Linked DNA regions of Mus musculus: all the other regions are linked to region 3. Evidence: chromatin contacts called from public HiChIP or PLAC-seq and promoter capture Hi-C data. All regions are on one chromosome and are shown on one strand. Each heading gives the region's core, a stretch centred on a gene start, on an enhancer-like site or on the middle of the called end of the contact. The rest is flanking DNA. Distances are from core to core; before and after follow the strand shown. Region 1 overlaps Apbb2 (amyloid beta (A4) precursor protein-binding, family B, member 2). Region 2 overlaps Apbb2 (amyloid beta (A4) precursor protein-binding, family B, member 2). Region 3 holds the start of Uchl1os (ubiquitin carboxy-terminal hydrolase L1, opposite strand). Region 4 overlaps Limch1 (LIM and calponin homology domains 1).

Region 1 (3,039 bases), core at 44-2,543, 370 kb before region 3:
CTGGTGAGTTGGCTCAGCAGGTAAGGGCACTTGGAGTTGACACCTATCAACTCAAGTTTGACCCCAGGAACCCTTGGCAGAGAGAAAGGACTTCCCAGTGCTGCTCATTGACCTTCACATGTGGTGAGTACTCCCTCTCATACACCGTGTACACACACACACACACACACACACACACACACACACACATACACACACACAAATATTCAATATACATTAAAATATATAAAAATATACTAAAAAATAAGTAGCCCACTTGCTTTTGTACTAGCTGAAAGTTAAGTAGTCCCTTCAAAGTTGGATGAGAAGGAGGAGCTGCCATGCCATCTCTCTGGCGCACTATGATCCGACCCACAGATGATTCTCAAAAGTCAAGTTCAACGTCAACAGGCTCCTTAGCAGGGTTACAGCCGCTTCTCTCTCAAACGCGTGACACAGCCCGCGAGAGATGGGCGTGAGGTTTCCACGTCCTCTCAGATCGTCAGGCCAGATAACTGGTTCCTTCGACTCAATCCGGAAGGATGGCTTCTCACAGGTCTGACACTCGCAAGGGGTCTCGCTAAGTCTGTGTCACCAACCACACACTTTGAGACCATGAATTTATCACCACGCAGGTTTGGCGACGATATTGAACCCTGGACTTGAAATCTCAAACAGTGGCTTTGTGGGAATGTATGGAGTGAATCAAAATTACACGTAACTGATGAAATTCATAAAGAATCCCCCTCTGATTTTAAATTTTACTAAAGTGTCTTCACGAGGCCTATACAACACAGCTGCAAATTATGCCTTAAAAGCAAGCGTGTATCACTGCCGTATCTCGGATACCAGGAATCCATGTATGAGTGAGTGCTCAGGACAGAGAGCGGCATGAATCTGCATGAAGAAGGGGCTGCACTGGGAGAGCTGGATTCAGAGTGTGGGGGGGCCTGGATTGTACCCAAGTGCCTGGTACCACACTGCTGGAGCCACTCCAGCTGGTTGCATTAATAACATTTTTTTATTAATTTTTTTTTTTTAAAAATGTTTCCAAGCAGAAAAATGAGTCCGGGAGTTTGGAAAAACAAAACTGTAGCCGCTGGTAAAACTAATTAGCTAACTGTCATTAGCATTTAAAATGTATAATTACGAGTGAAAGCCATTCATTTTAGGCCCAAACCATCTGTTATGCTCCATTTCAATTCTGTAAAATATCTAGGTTTTTGCTTGATTGAAACAGCACTTGTTTATCTCCTGTAGCCCTTCCTCCCACCTAACGGTCTCCACCTGGTTCCCTGGCTCACCCCAGCGCCTGTGCTCCCTGCTTCTCTCCCCTCAGGCCTGCTCCTTGACACCCAGGCATAGGCTCCCAGATCCACAGCCATGAACCAGGGTGTGGGAAACAGATGGGGTGTGAATTCCAGGTCTCTCTTCTCTCCCTCTCTTCCCCCTCAGGTCAATGATGTCTTAGGGATGAAAAAAAAAGTGTGTGTACGTGTGAGTGTGTTTATGTGTGTCCGTACATGTGTGTACATGTGTGTGTGAGTATGGAGTGTGTGTATATGTCTGTATGTGTGTGTGAGTATGAAGTATGTGTGTACGTGTGTGTATGTGTGTAGCTTGTGCCACAGAACACATATAGAAGTCAGAGGACAATTTGTGGGACTTGAGTCTTTTCTAATATGGGCTCAGAGCTCAAATTTGGGTCATTGCTAGGCTTGGTGGCAAGCGCCTTTACCTGCTGAGCCATCTCACTGGCCTTAATGGGCACCCATAAGCCAATCTGCTCTCCCCTATTTGTTTATCTCTGCCCTCCCTCCACCCATCCCACCCCCACACAAACATTTTACAAATAACCATTCTGACCTTTTGTACTAACACACGAATGCCCCCTTTCTTCCTTGGCTGCTGGAGAACTGGTGCCTCGATGAATGCCTCTAAACACCTGACCAACTGTCTACTTCAGAGGCAACAAATGGCCGTCCATGTCCTCCCCCTGGGAAGGCAACGGTAACTAAGCCAGGAATTTAGGAAAAGCAGCCAGGATGTACAAAACGTACAGAACCACACCAGATGTCACTTCTGTATCTGGATTCAGAATCTGGTGGTGGCGCAGCGCCTGGCTTTGGTGTTATGATTCCTTGAATTATACAGGGAGAAATGAGCCCAGACACAGCCTTGCAAGACACTGAGAAAACATTGAGAGGAGCAGGAGGTGAGAGCCAAGCAGGGGGCACCGCGAAGGCCGCCAGTGGTGCCAGTGGAGGAGAGAGGAGGGAAGGCTCTGTGGTGAGGGGTCTGCCAGGGTGGTGCAAACCTTTACAGAAAGGACTGGAAAATTGCAAAAACTTAAAAAAACACAAATAACCCCCACCACACACACACACACACACTGTAGGTAATAGGTAATTTTCAACGCCACTATGGCCTCATGGGACCACACTGTGTGTGTTACGTGTGGTCTGTCATTCACACAAATGTCACGATGGGGCACATGATATATGTGGATTCCCTTAGCACAAGAAAGTGCGCAGATTGTCCCCATCCTAAAATAACCAGGCTCACAGACCAGCCAGTGTCGTCCCTTAGACAACCCTTGACAGACTTTCTTAGCACTTCCCTCTTTTCAGAGCGCTTCCCTCTCAGTCTAATCCCTTCTCAGTCCAGCGTAGCCTCCTCCTTCTACACTCCTGTGGGATTTTTTGGATTTCGAGTCTCTCCTACTGAATCTGAGCTCCCTGATTCAGGGGTCACACTTGGGCTCTCTAGGGTCTGTGCAGCCCACAGGCACAGCAGAGGGAACTCTGCCACCCCCATGTCACCCAGTGCTCCATCAGATAACTGCCTCCTGCTCATGACCCTTCTTGTCTCTTCAGTCTACACTGGCTGATGGGCCCTTGGATTGGTCACTACACCTCAAGCTACTATTTAAACCCACCCTTACTAGGAAAGATCATCAGAAAGATGGATGCTCATCCCTCTCAATGGCCTACTATTTTAAAACCCAAACACGGGTGGCACTTACTTATCGTCCCATCGCTTGGAAGGCTGAGGCATCGG
Region 2 (3,195 bases), core at 403-2,902, 350 kb before region 3:
GCTTCGCACGGGATGAGCCATTCTGAGAGAGGAGAAGGCTAAACTTAGCTAGCTGCAAGCCTACTCCCTTCGCAGGGTATACGATGCCAGTGGGAAGAATCGGGTCCCTAGATTGGTTCCACTGAAGTAGCTCACCAGGGCTGCCTGATCAGCAGGCTCTTGCCGCAGCTCCTTGGAAAAACAAATGCAGAAAACAGGCACTGATTTCCTTAGCACAAATCTCAGGCAACAGAGCTACTTTGTCATGTGCGTTGGCATTCCTGAAAAACAGCAACAGGAATGGCACGCCAGAGCGACACAGTATAGTATGGTTCTTTGAAAGACTGTCATCATTTGTGCCCTGGCCAAGCTGTTCCCCACGAATGGAAAAACACAACCACCCCCTTCTCACACCCGGCCTCACCAGGCAAGGTCTCTGCTATGGCCCTGCTTGTCTACTGTGGTGGAACCTGTACACGTGCTTTTTTTAAATACTTCTCTTCATCACCGTGGGTCTTTGGAATCTCTGGATGCAGTCACCATTGCTCATGTGACAGTGAACTTCGGTCTTCCACCTGTTTTCGCACCCGACAGGACAGTCCATTTTCCTACCTTGTCTTACGTCCTTAGTTATCTGACTTTTTATTATCTGTTTGCCCATAGTTGGGACCCTTGGTTGCTTTGTTCTCCAATTTCATCTGTAATGTGGGCGAACCAGTGAGACACACACCTTTACAGATAGACCTACAGAATTCCTGAGCTATCACGGGTGGTCGTGTGAATTAGATGTGAATGTATGGGGGGCAAGAAAGGTGGGTCTGCTCCCCCCTCCCCCAATAACTTGGTTTGGATTACCACCTCTTTTGTGACTTCAAGCAAGAGCTACCTGCATCACAATTTTAAGGTCAGTTCTGGAGAGGATGGAACCAGAATGGCCCAGTAGACCCCTGTGGACTCTCCACCTCAGAACGGAGGTGAAGAACAAGTTTATGCAAATCACCCATTTGGTTTCTGTCCAGATTCTCAGGCTTCTCCTCAGAGAAGGGCTTTCCTTCCTGCAGCTGAAGATGACCAGATCCCTGCCTCCGACCAGGGATGCTGTCCTTCCCAGGACAGGCTCCTTCCCCTAGCTCCCGCTTCCAGCCCCAGCCCCAGTGGCAGGCATTAATAGCGGCCAGAGAGAGTAAGAGTGCCTGAGGATTTACTGTGGGTAAAGATATTGAAATGCAAAGCACACTCTTCTCAACAAAGGATTTCTCCTGATTCTGGAGAGAAGACAGTTAAACTGGCAGCTCACCATGAGGGTGGGAGGGATAGTTAAAAGCAACCAAGAAACGGGTGTCTTGTTTTGTTTTGTTTTCCTCCCAAGTCCATCTTGTGGAGAAGCATTGAAGAGTTCCAGCTTCCCTTTGTACAGCGTTACCGATCAAAAACACCAGGCTTGCCTCTCTGACCTAGAGGAAATTTAACGTTTAGTTTTCAAATGGGGGGAGTAATTCATGACATCCCCCGGTTTTCAAGGGAAAAGTCTGAGCTCATTAAATGATACACGTCATCCGTGACTGGTGAAGGCACGGCTTGCTTTTGGAGAGCAGAGACAGGAGACACACGCCACCCAGAAGGCGTCTATCTGACAGGGTAGAGGAGTGTACGCTCTTTGTTGAAGACTTTGATACAGAGTCGGGAGATGACAGCTCTCCACACTGTGTAAGAAGCGCCTGCGGCGTAAAGCGCCTGGCAACCAGGACTCACAGGGATTCGGCTTGGTGGCACTTAGCATGCACAGAAGAAAACAAAACCACAAACCTAAAGCAAAGGCACTGCTGTGCCTGTAGGTAAATTCCTTTCTTCTGTAGACCCACTTCTTTGGGTGGATGGGAGGAACACTAGGGTAAATAACACATCAATGTTGTTGGTTTTTTTTTTTTAATCATCTCTCTCTTAGATGCAAGTATTCTTGATAATCTGTAAATTCAATAGTATCTAGAGAAATACAGACAACACTAGAAAGAGTTGTTCGTCACTGCTGTTGAAATAAGTGCAGTAGTCTCTGGTCACGGGGCATGCTTTATAAAAGGGAATCCAAAGTCCAGAGAACTTACGCTATCTTGCTTCAACCCCACGACTAGTAGGCGGCCTTTTACCCAGGAGAGTCTGGGCTACACTCAGTTAAGCTCGTCCTCTGTTCTGCATGTCATGTGGGAACCAGGTCGGCTCTAGTTAGCTGACTTTGCTCAGGGCCCTCTCTTACAGAAGATGTGGCCTTGGTTTTTGGGACTGTTCCCTTTTCTTTCTTTCATTCTCTGTGTCTCTGACTTTCTCTGTCCCCACTGGATTATGGTTTTTTCACTGCTGGGGTCAACAACAGTAATTACCTGCTGTGTTCTTCTGTCTTCTCCCATTACCCTCCAGCCTACGGCCACCTCCAAATTCCCTGACTTCCTAACCCTGTAACCCCGGGGCTCCCAAACATTCTGGTTTCTTCCTGCTTTGGACCTTTTTGTCTATTGCCCATCTGTGCCCTCCCCACAGCCTTGAGAGGGCTGAATCAGACCTTGTCTTCCACAGCCTGCTAGCCTACATAGGGTGGCGTCTTCTGACCTAGGTGAAGTCTATTGTCCTGCCACAACTGTAGCTTCCTGCAAGAAGCCACTATCTGCTGAGCAGCTGAGCCTGTCTTCCTGAGGAGATCCTGGCAAAGCTATGAGATCCTGGCAGAGTGGGAGATGGGTCTCCCCCTTTTAAATTCAGACCCTAGAATTAAAACACTGAGCCTTGATCAGAGAACTTAGTCTTGGCTCGCTATTTCTCTCACCTTCCTTCCCATCCATCCCCAGCTTTCCTTTCAGGAACCCAGTAACCTGTGGCCTCTGGCGACTACTCCCATCACCCCAAGTTCTGTGCAGGTTCCTCTTGATCAATCACCATCACCCCTGAAAGGCTCCACTGCCCCCAGTCACAGCTAACTAGAGCCCTGGTTATATACTCATAAGTTCCCCCTCTCTGCCCCTGACTAAAACATCAAGTCCATGTGAGCAGGGGCCTTTCACCTCGATTACCCATCACTGGCTGGCATGGGGCAGGCAATCATCAAGCCCTTTGGAATGAATGAACAGCCTGAACAGAGAGCATGGGCGCTACTCCCTTGCCAGCCTTAGACATACTGGTGAGAACCTAAGGGGACCTTGCCTGTCCAGCTGGCTGGATTTCTCTTTC
Region 3 (2,932 bases), core at 251-2,750:
CCTCATTTTCCAGCTGTAGCACCAAGCAAATGAACATCTCTGAACCCTGGATCCTGATGTATAAAATTTCACAAATACAATATTGGACCCTCTCAGGGTGAAATAAGATGGCCTGGTAAAGGATCCAGCTGGAGAGGCAGTGCTGTTAAAACAAGGTTGGTTCCCTCCATCCTATGCCTTGCTTACCTCGGGCTAGCAAAAAGCATGTCTGTTTTTCACCATTTGTTCTGAGCATATTTTTTAAAATACCCAACCTGCCTGCATCCTTAGCTACCTCATTCTGTGATTTAGCATCCCTGACAATTGATACAGATCTGGCCCCTCCTTCTACTCCGCCTTCAGCACAAGCGTTTGCCTTCCATCCTTTGAAATGTGCCTGTTAGAAAGAACACCCCCGCCCCCATCCCTGGAGAACCGCGGGCTCTCCTCCGTTGCTATTCCCTTTCTTCTGCGCCCAAAGTATTGTGGACCAAAATCTTATTATCCCAAACCCCTGTTCTTTGAAAAAAGGTTTCCCCTATTTTTTTTTTAAATGCTTTTTCCTTTAAGCCTCTAGTCTCAAATCATCTATCTTTTCTTTGGTCTGTTTCTAAAGTCCTCCGGCGCCCGTATTCTATGTGTCTCGCATGTACTGCTTCCCAGCGACCCACCGGTTCTTCCCCTGGAGTCACATTACATCAGCTTCACTAATGCACTCCGTATCAGATGTTTTATTCTAGGCAGTCCATTAAAAACCGAGCCTGGACACAGGTTGAATTTAACATGGAGGACAGATTGTCTAAGGTTAAGTACAAACTGTTCCGAGATGGGCGGGGGGGGGGAGGGAGGAAGACCGACAAATATTTATATTCATATTAAACACTACATATACCTGTTGATTTTGTGCTTTTTTTTCTCTCTCTCTCAATGTTTCAGAGACCCTCGAGCTTTGGAGTGATTGAGACGACAGAGGAGGGTTTCCAGAAATTTCGCTCCAAATTGAAAGCTCCCTCAAATAGGCTGCTTCATGCGCTCAAGGAACACCCACCAACAAAACCCATCTCCACAACCACCAGATTAGCTCACCGGCGAGTGAGACTGCAAGGTTTGGGGGCTTGGCTTGTACCATTCTGTGCGGTGCATGGGGGAGTTCGAGCCCTCTTGGCCTTCCTCCTCTGCTTGTTTCTGCTCCCGTCTCCCCTGCTCAGGCTTTCCCAGTGAGCGAGGCCGGCGCTTTATAACAGCAGCCTGGGCGGCTCCACCGGCTGTTTTTTCGGCTCCTCGGGTTTGTGTCTGCAGGTGCCATCCGCGAAGATGCAGCTGAAGCCGATGGAGATTAACCCCGAGGTAAGCATAGCTGCTGGGTCGCTTCGGGAGAAATAAGGCTGACCCTTAGCTACAGCTCGGTAGCTGAATCATTTAGTTTTATTATCATTTTCCTCTTTGCTTTTGGCTTTCAGATGCTGAACAAAGTGAGTGGCGCGGCGCGCAGTCTCTGTCCCTATCCTCCAAGAGCATCGTTGGAGACGCCCAGCCGGCCGCGCCCTGTGCAATGGAGGTGGCTGGGCTGGGGCGCCCAGCTGGGTGTCGTCTCTGCCCTGAGTTATCTAGGGGTTTGGGAGTGACTGAGAGATCGATCACGGGGAGGTGGCGGAGGATGGACCCGGACAGCAACGAGCGCGGGGAGCAGCTCTCGAGGGCGTGGCGACGGCCCGCGGACTCTAGTCCGAGGGCTTCGCGCGAGCCACGTGTGGGCTGAGCTTTGTGCTGTGTCACTGCGCGGCACGCAGGGTGGGACGGCGCGGAGGCTCCTCCCAGACTCGGGTGGGGACCCGTGTGTGTGTGTTTGGTGGGGGGTTGGGGAGTGGGAGGGCCGCACGAGGGATGCTCGTGCTGGCCCCGCCCCCTAGCAGGTGCCCATTATTTGTCTGGCTTTTTCGGTCTGGCTGCCCTGTCTTTTTCTTGCAGGTGTTGGCCAAGCTGGGGGTCGCCGGCCAGTGGCGCTTCGCCGACGTGCTAGGGCTGGAGGAGGAGACTCTGGGCTCAGTGCCATCCCCTGCCTGCGCCCTGCTGCTCCTGTTTCCCCTCACGGCCCAGGTAGGGAGAGGTCTGTGATGGGCGGGTCTCAGTGGATACGCAGTGTTGTGGAATGAGTTCCTACCTCACGCTGTCCCCTTTTCCTGTAGGGTCCCTGATAAGGATCCCACTTCTTAGGGTGGGAGGTGCTTGCATTTTCATCGGGGCTCTATTGTGATGTCCATTATTGCCTCAATTTGGAAGAGAAGGAGCCCATTGCGTCTAAGTCTTTTTTTCAGTTATCCAAAGAAAGATCTCCAACTTGTTTATTTTGTTTGTTTGTTTACTTATGAGCCTTGCTCCCACTTGCGGATGGCCGGTTTGTTTTTTTTTTTTTTTCCTTTTAAGGGCCGTGAGTGGGTCAGGTCCCTGGTTTGGTTCTGTTGCTCTCTCACCTGACTGTAAACTGATGAGGGCCTGGCTTGCTTAAGTCAAAAGAGCTGTCTCTTCATTTGCCACCTCCATCTGCCTCTCTGGTGGATTCTCCATTCCCCTCCCCCACCCCTCCCAGCAGGCACACTGTTGAACGTTCCTTTTAGAAAGCTGAATCACTGGTGCACAGAGCCGCGGTCTCCACCTCTCTGACCTTGTGGCTGGATGAAGTAGGGCTCCTGTGACACAGTCATAGAGACACTTCTTCATTTTCTGAAACAGTCTTCCATCTTCCACTGGGCAGGGATGCAAATGATTCAGGCTGAGCCATAGAGAAAGACAAAACTGGGGGTTATGCGTTGTCTCGCCGTGTGTGGAGCCCCAGTAAATCACTGCATCGTCTCCCTCCTGTGGGCTCTTAGCTTCCTAATGATTTAAGAGGGGATGACATTGGTAAAACTTGGAGGCATTTGCGTCTCTGCCAGATGGGATGAGGCTAATTAAA
Region 4 (2,845 bases), core at 243-2,742, 320 kb after region 3:
AAGCTCCGAGTTCCGAGTTGTGTTGTACTTCGATAAAATACTAACTGGATATCCAAATAGAGACACGAGGCCACACAATTGTTAGTTAACCATTTCTCCATTATTTATCCATCAAGAATAACTTCTCTTTCAAAGATGGTTTAGCAAGCCCCGCATTTGAATATGAGTGCTCTAGTGGGCCTTTTTACTGACTAAAATCCATGTATCCAGGCTTCAGAAGTGACCCTGCTCATGCTCCCTCCCTAGTGGGGAAGAGTCCTCGCGTCACTTGCCTCACAGTTGGGGCATTTGGGGCACACTGAGGATCCTGCTTAAACTAGTACCTTTTGGGAGTGGCCCCTGCAGAACAGAATGTGTCTTCTGCCAGCACAGTCTTCTCACAGTCCTTTGGTTGGCTTGCTTTTGTCCATTCCAACAGAAAGCTGGGGTCTTACCCACAGATTTGATAACTGAAAAGGCCCCTTGAAGCCAAGTGCTAACTACCTTCTTCTTATCAGCAAAGGCAGTCTTGATTTTCAGGTTTTCCCTATGAATGAAATAATAATTGTCAATAAATGTGGAATGTTCTAGAATGATGAAAGTTGAAAGAAAGAAAGGAGTGTGTGTGTGTGTGTGTGTGTGTGTGTGTGTGTGTGTGTTTTCATGCATTGTTGGGGCAATTTCTCTAAAATTATAGGAAGAAACATTCAGAAATTACCTGATAGGCTACCGATCATGGGACAAGGTAATGTTTTGCTGACCAGGTGTGGTTTCTGGAAGCTAGAAGCAGGATAGAGTCTCCTTACAGCATTCAGAATACAGAAGTGACAGCCGGATGGTGGTGGCGGCAGCGGCGCACACCTTTAATCCCAGCACTTGGGAGGCAGAGGCAGGAGGATTTCTGAGTTCAAGGCCAGCCTGGTCTACAGAGTGAGTTCCAGGACAGCCAGAGTTACACAGAGAAACCCTGTCTCGAAAAACCAAAAAGAAAAAAGAAAAAAAGAAAAGAAAAGAATACAGAAGTGAGAGAAGTGAGCAGCCTTTTGGGAGCAGAAGAAGACAGTGCCTTGCTGCAGGGATGCTTGATCACGGGAGTTTTTCATTCAGATGCGTGCTCCTGTACAGTGATGTTCTCACCTTCAGATCTTTTCTACTGTGTAGCTTCATTTGGGCCTCACATAATCATACTGCCGAGGATGTAGCTTTGTAAACCCAGATTAGCAGGAGAATAGAAAAGATCAGGACAAACCTTGTTTTTTTCCAGCTGTGGGATAGCCTCTGAGTCTGGTTTTGATTAAGACGACCCGTTTTCTAGGAATTGTGGTTTCTGTCAAATGCAGGCGGAAAGTACTGATTGGAGTTCTGGCTGAAGTTCTGATTTGCTCTTAGAAAACCCGTAGGAATAGCCTTTGATATTGTCTGTGCATTAACACATCAGAGCAGCTCAGTGAGGGTTCATGTATGTTGCATGTCCATGACGGCCCATTACACCAACACAGGGGCATGAGCCATGTGTGTGCGAATAACTGTAGTGTATTTGCATTTTAGGCTGTCTTTTCCGAATACTGTGAGTTAACCCCAAGCTTTTGTGTTTCCATTAAACAGAGTTTTCTTTGTGGGCAGCATGGGATTTTTTTGATTTCTCTTCTGGGTCTTAATGGCAACTTTATACCCTTTGGAAATATGAAGGCTTTGATTTTGGCTTTTTTTTTAAGTAGCTAATGAATATTGCTAATTGTGTAACAACATTTCTCTTACAGCATGACCAGCAAAAAAGGTTTGGTAGACACGAACTGATTTCTCCCACAGTTTGTTTTTCCAGGTTGGTCACAGCATCCGCTCTCTGCCAGCCCTCTCTAATTTTGTATTTGATCTTGTAGATACGGTCCCAGAACTCCTGTGTCAGATGACGCAGAGTAAGTGGCATCTATCGTGTTCATAGGATCACATTAATCACTAGCCTAAACTGCATGCTTCCTGTACTTACCACTAATTGGCATGCAACGGAGGCTGCAGAGAGCTGCACAGTCAGCCCAGTGCACAGACGAGCACCGGGGTGCCACCGGGGTCGTGTGTTCTGTGCAGGGGAAGTGATGGAGACAGCAACTTAAGCATGATGCTAATGTGTGGCTAATGCTGCAGCTTTGCCGCTCATTTCCCACTGCCTGGCATGCTCAAGCCGCTCTTATGACTTGGACATTGGTACCCTTCCTGAACCATTGAATTAGGGAAGGGGGTGTCATGAGGTTTGCAGTTTAACTCCCAATGCACAGGGGCTTAGCCTAAACAAAGAAGTAGTCATTCTTACAGTCACTTTTTTCCCCAAAACTAAAAAAAAAAAAAAAAAAAAAAAACCAACCAAATCCTAAACCACTAATTATAGATTCAGAAGCCCAAGTCTCTACCAGGTTGGAGTTGTATAAACTGTGGGATGTTTAAGACCCAAACATTGGGGTTTTGTTCAAGTTCTGTGGCATAGCAAGGGGTCAAGGGTATAAAACAAGAACCCGGGTTCCTCTGCCTACCGCTTGCTTTTCTTCTGGAACAGAGGTCTCTTCCCTACCCTGCACCTCACATCCCAGGTTGAGAAAAATCGTATTCACCCCATCTGTGACCTTACAAACTCTGTCCCAAAGTTGGCTTTCCTGTAAGCAGAACCTTGTGCCCTTGATGTACAAGGCCGAAGGTTTTTCAGGATGATCTTCTTGGGTGTGGTGATTGGTCTTCTGAGGAAAAGGATTTAATATTTCATTCCAACACGAGTTGCACAAAAGTGTCCACGTGGCCTGACAGAGACCTGGCCATCAGCAGAACGATGGATGTTGCTTGCTCTCCTGACCCAAGTTCCACAGCAAATCAGGGCGTA

The links. Promoter capture Hi-C pulls out the DNA fragments that hold promoters and counts their contacts. HiChIP or PLAC-seq counts read pairs in DNA pulled down with a chosen protein or histone mark.
Region 1: an H3K4me3 HiChIP or PLAC-seq map of embryonic forebrain shows a contact between it and region 3, with 3 times the contacts expected there. The contact joins the enhancer-like site here to the promoter of Uchl1os in region 3. A contact is called at or near these places in 10 of 39 promoter capture datasets (3T3-L1-derived adipocytes, the C10 cell line, the SN4741 cell line and 5 more), 1 of 15 datasets of contacts at CTCF or cohesin (large pre-B cells), 10 of 115 datasets of contacts at active chromatin or transcription factors (astrocytes, embryonic forebrain, embryonic stem cells and 4 more) and 2 of 9 other capture datasets (adipose tissue and embryonic stem cells).
Region 2: an H3K4me3 HiChIP or PLAC-seq map of embryonic forebrain shows a contact between it and region 3, with 3 times the contacts expected there. The contact joins the enhancer-like site here to the promoter of Uchl1os in region 3. A contact is called at or near these places in 15 of 39 promoter capture datasets (the 3T3-L1 cell line, 3T3-L1-derived adipocytes, the C10 cell line and 8 more), 2 of 15 datasets of contacts at CTCF or cohesin (embryonic stem cells and large pre-B cells), 3 of 484 Hi-C or Micro-C datasets (embryonic stem cells and nephron progenitors), 10 of 115 datasets of contacts at active chromatin or transcription factors (embryonic forebrain, embryonic hindbrain, embryonic midbrain and 3 more) and 4 of 9 other capture datasets (adipose tissue, embryonic stem cells, liver and 1 more).
Region 4: a promoter capture Hi-C map of the C10 cell line shows a contact between it and region 3. The contact joins the enhancer-like site here to the promoter of Uchl1os in region 3. A contact is called at or near these places in 16 of 39 promoter capture datasets (3T3-L1-derived adipocytes, the C10 cell line, the HPC-7 cell line and 10 more), 1 of 15 datasets of contacts at CTCF or cohesin (the NIH/3T3 cell line), 1 of 484 Hi-C or Micro-C datasets (bone marrow-derived macrophages), 17 of 115 datasets of contacts at active chromatin or transcription factors (bone marrow-derived dendritic cells, bone marrow-derived macrophages, craniofacial prominence and 10 more) and 5 of 9 other capture datasets (adipose tissue, embryonic stem cells, liver and 2 more).

The regions. Positions count from the first base shown.
Region 1 is chr5:66,303,593-66,306,631 of GRCm38.p6, forward strand. All of the region lies in intron 16 of Apbb2 (amyloid beta (A4) precursor protein-binding, family B, member 2), which reads right to left. Among named protein-coding and RNA genes, the nearest start is that of Nsun7, 45 kb to the left of the region's middle. Within about 2 kb of position 1,294, at least 26 of the 459 cell types and tissues checked have an H3K27ac peak or open chromatin away from gene starts, as enhancers often do. A contact at or near this core is called in embryonic forebrain, where this site is marked.
Region 2 is chr5:66,326,864-66,330,058 of GRCm38.p6, forward strand. All of the region lies in intron 11 of Apbb2 (amyloid beta (A4) precursor protein-binding, family B, member 2), which reads right to left. Among named protein-coding and RNA genes, the nearest start is that of Nsun7, 69 kb to the left of the region's middle. Within about 2 kb of position 1,653, at least 53 of the 459 cell types and tissues checked have an H3K27ac peak or open chromatin away from gene starts, as enhancers often do. A contact at or near this core is called in embryonic forebrain, forebrain, liver and 1 more, where this site is marked.
Region 3 is chr5:66,674,997-66,677,928 of GRCm38.p6, forward strand. It overlaps Uchl1os (ubiquitin carboxy-terminal hydrolase L1, opposite strand), which reads right to left and starts at 1,501. Exons shown (of 5, transcript NR_102714.1): 1 at 1,066-1,501. It overlaps Uchl1 (ubiquitin carboxy-terminal hydrolase L1), which reads left to right and starts at 1,125. Exons shown (of 9, transcript NM_011670.2): 1 at 1,125-1,326; 2 at 1,440-1,451; 3 at 1,948-2,076. The coding sequence starts at 1,294.
Region 4 is chr5:66,991,284-66,994,128 of GRCm38.p6, forward strand. Limch1 (LIM and calponin homology domains 1) reads left to right here. Exons shown (of 26, transcript NM_001001980.3): 9 at 1,860-1,895. Among named protein-coding and RNA genes, the nearest start is that of Gm33040, 6.8 kb to the right of the region's middle. Within about 2 kb of position 1,493, at least 3 of the 459 cell types and tissues checked have an H3K27ac peak or open chromatin away from gene starts, as enhancers often do.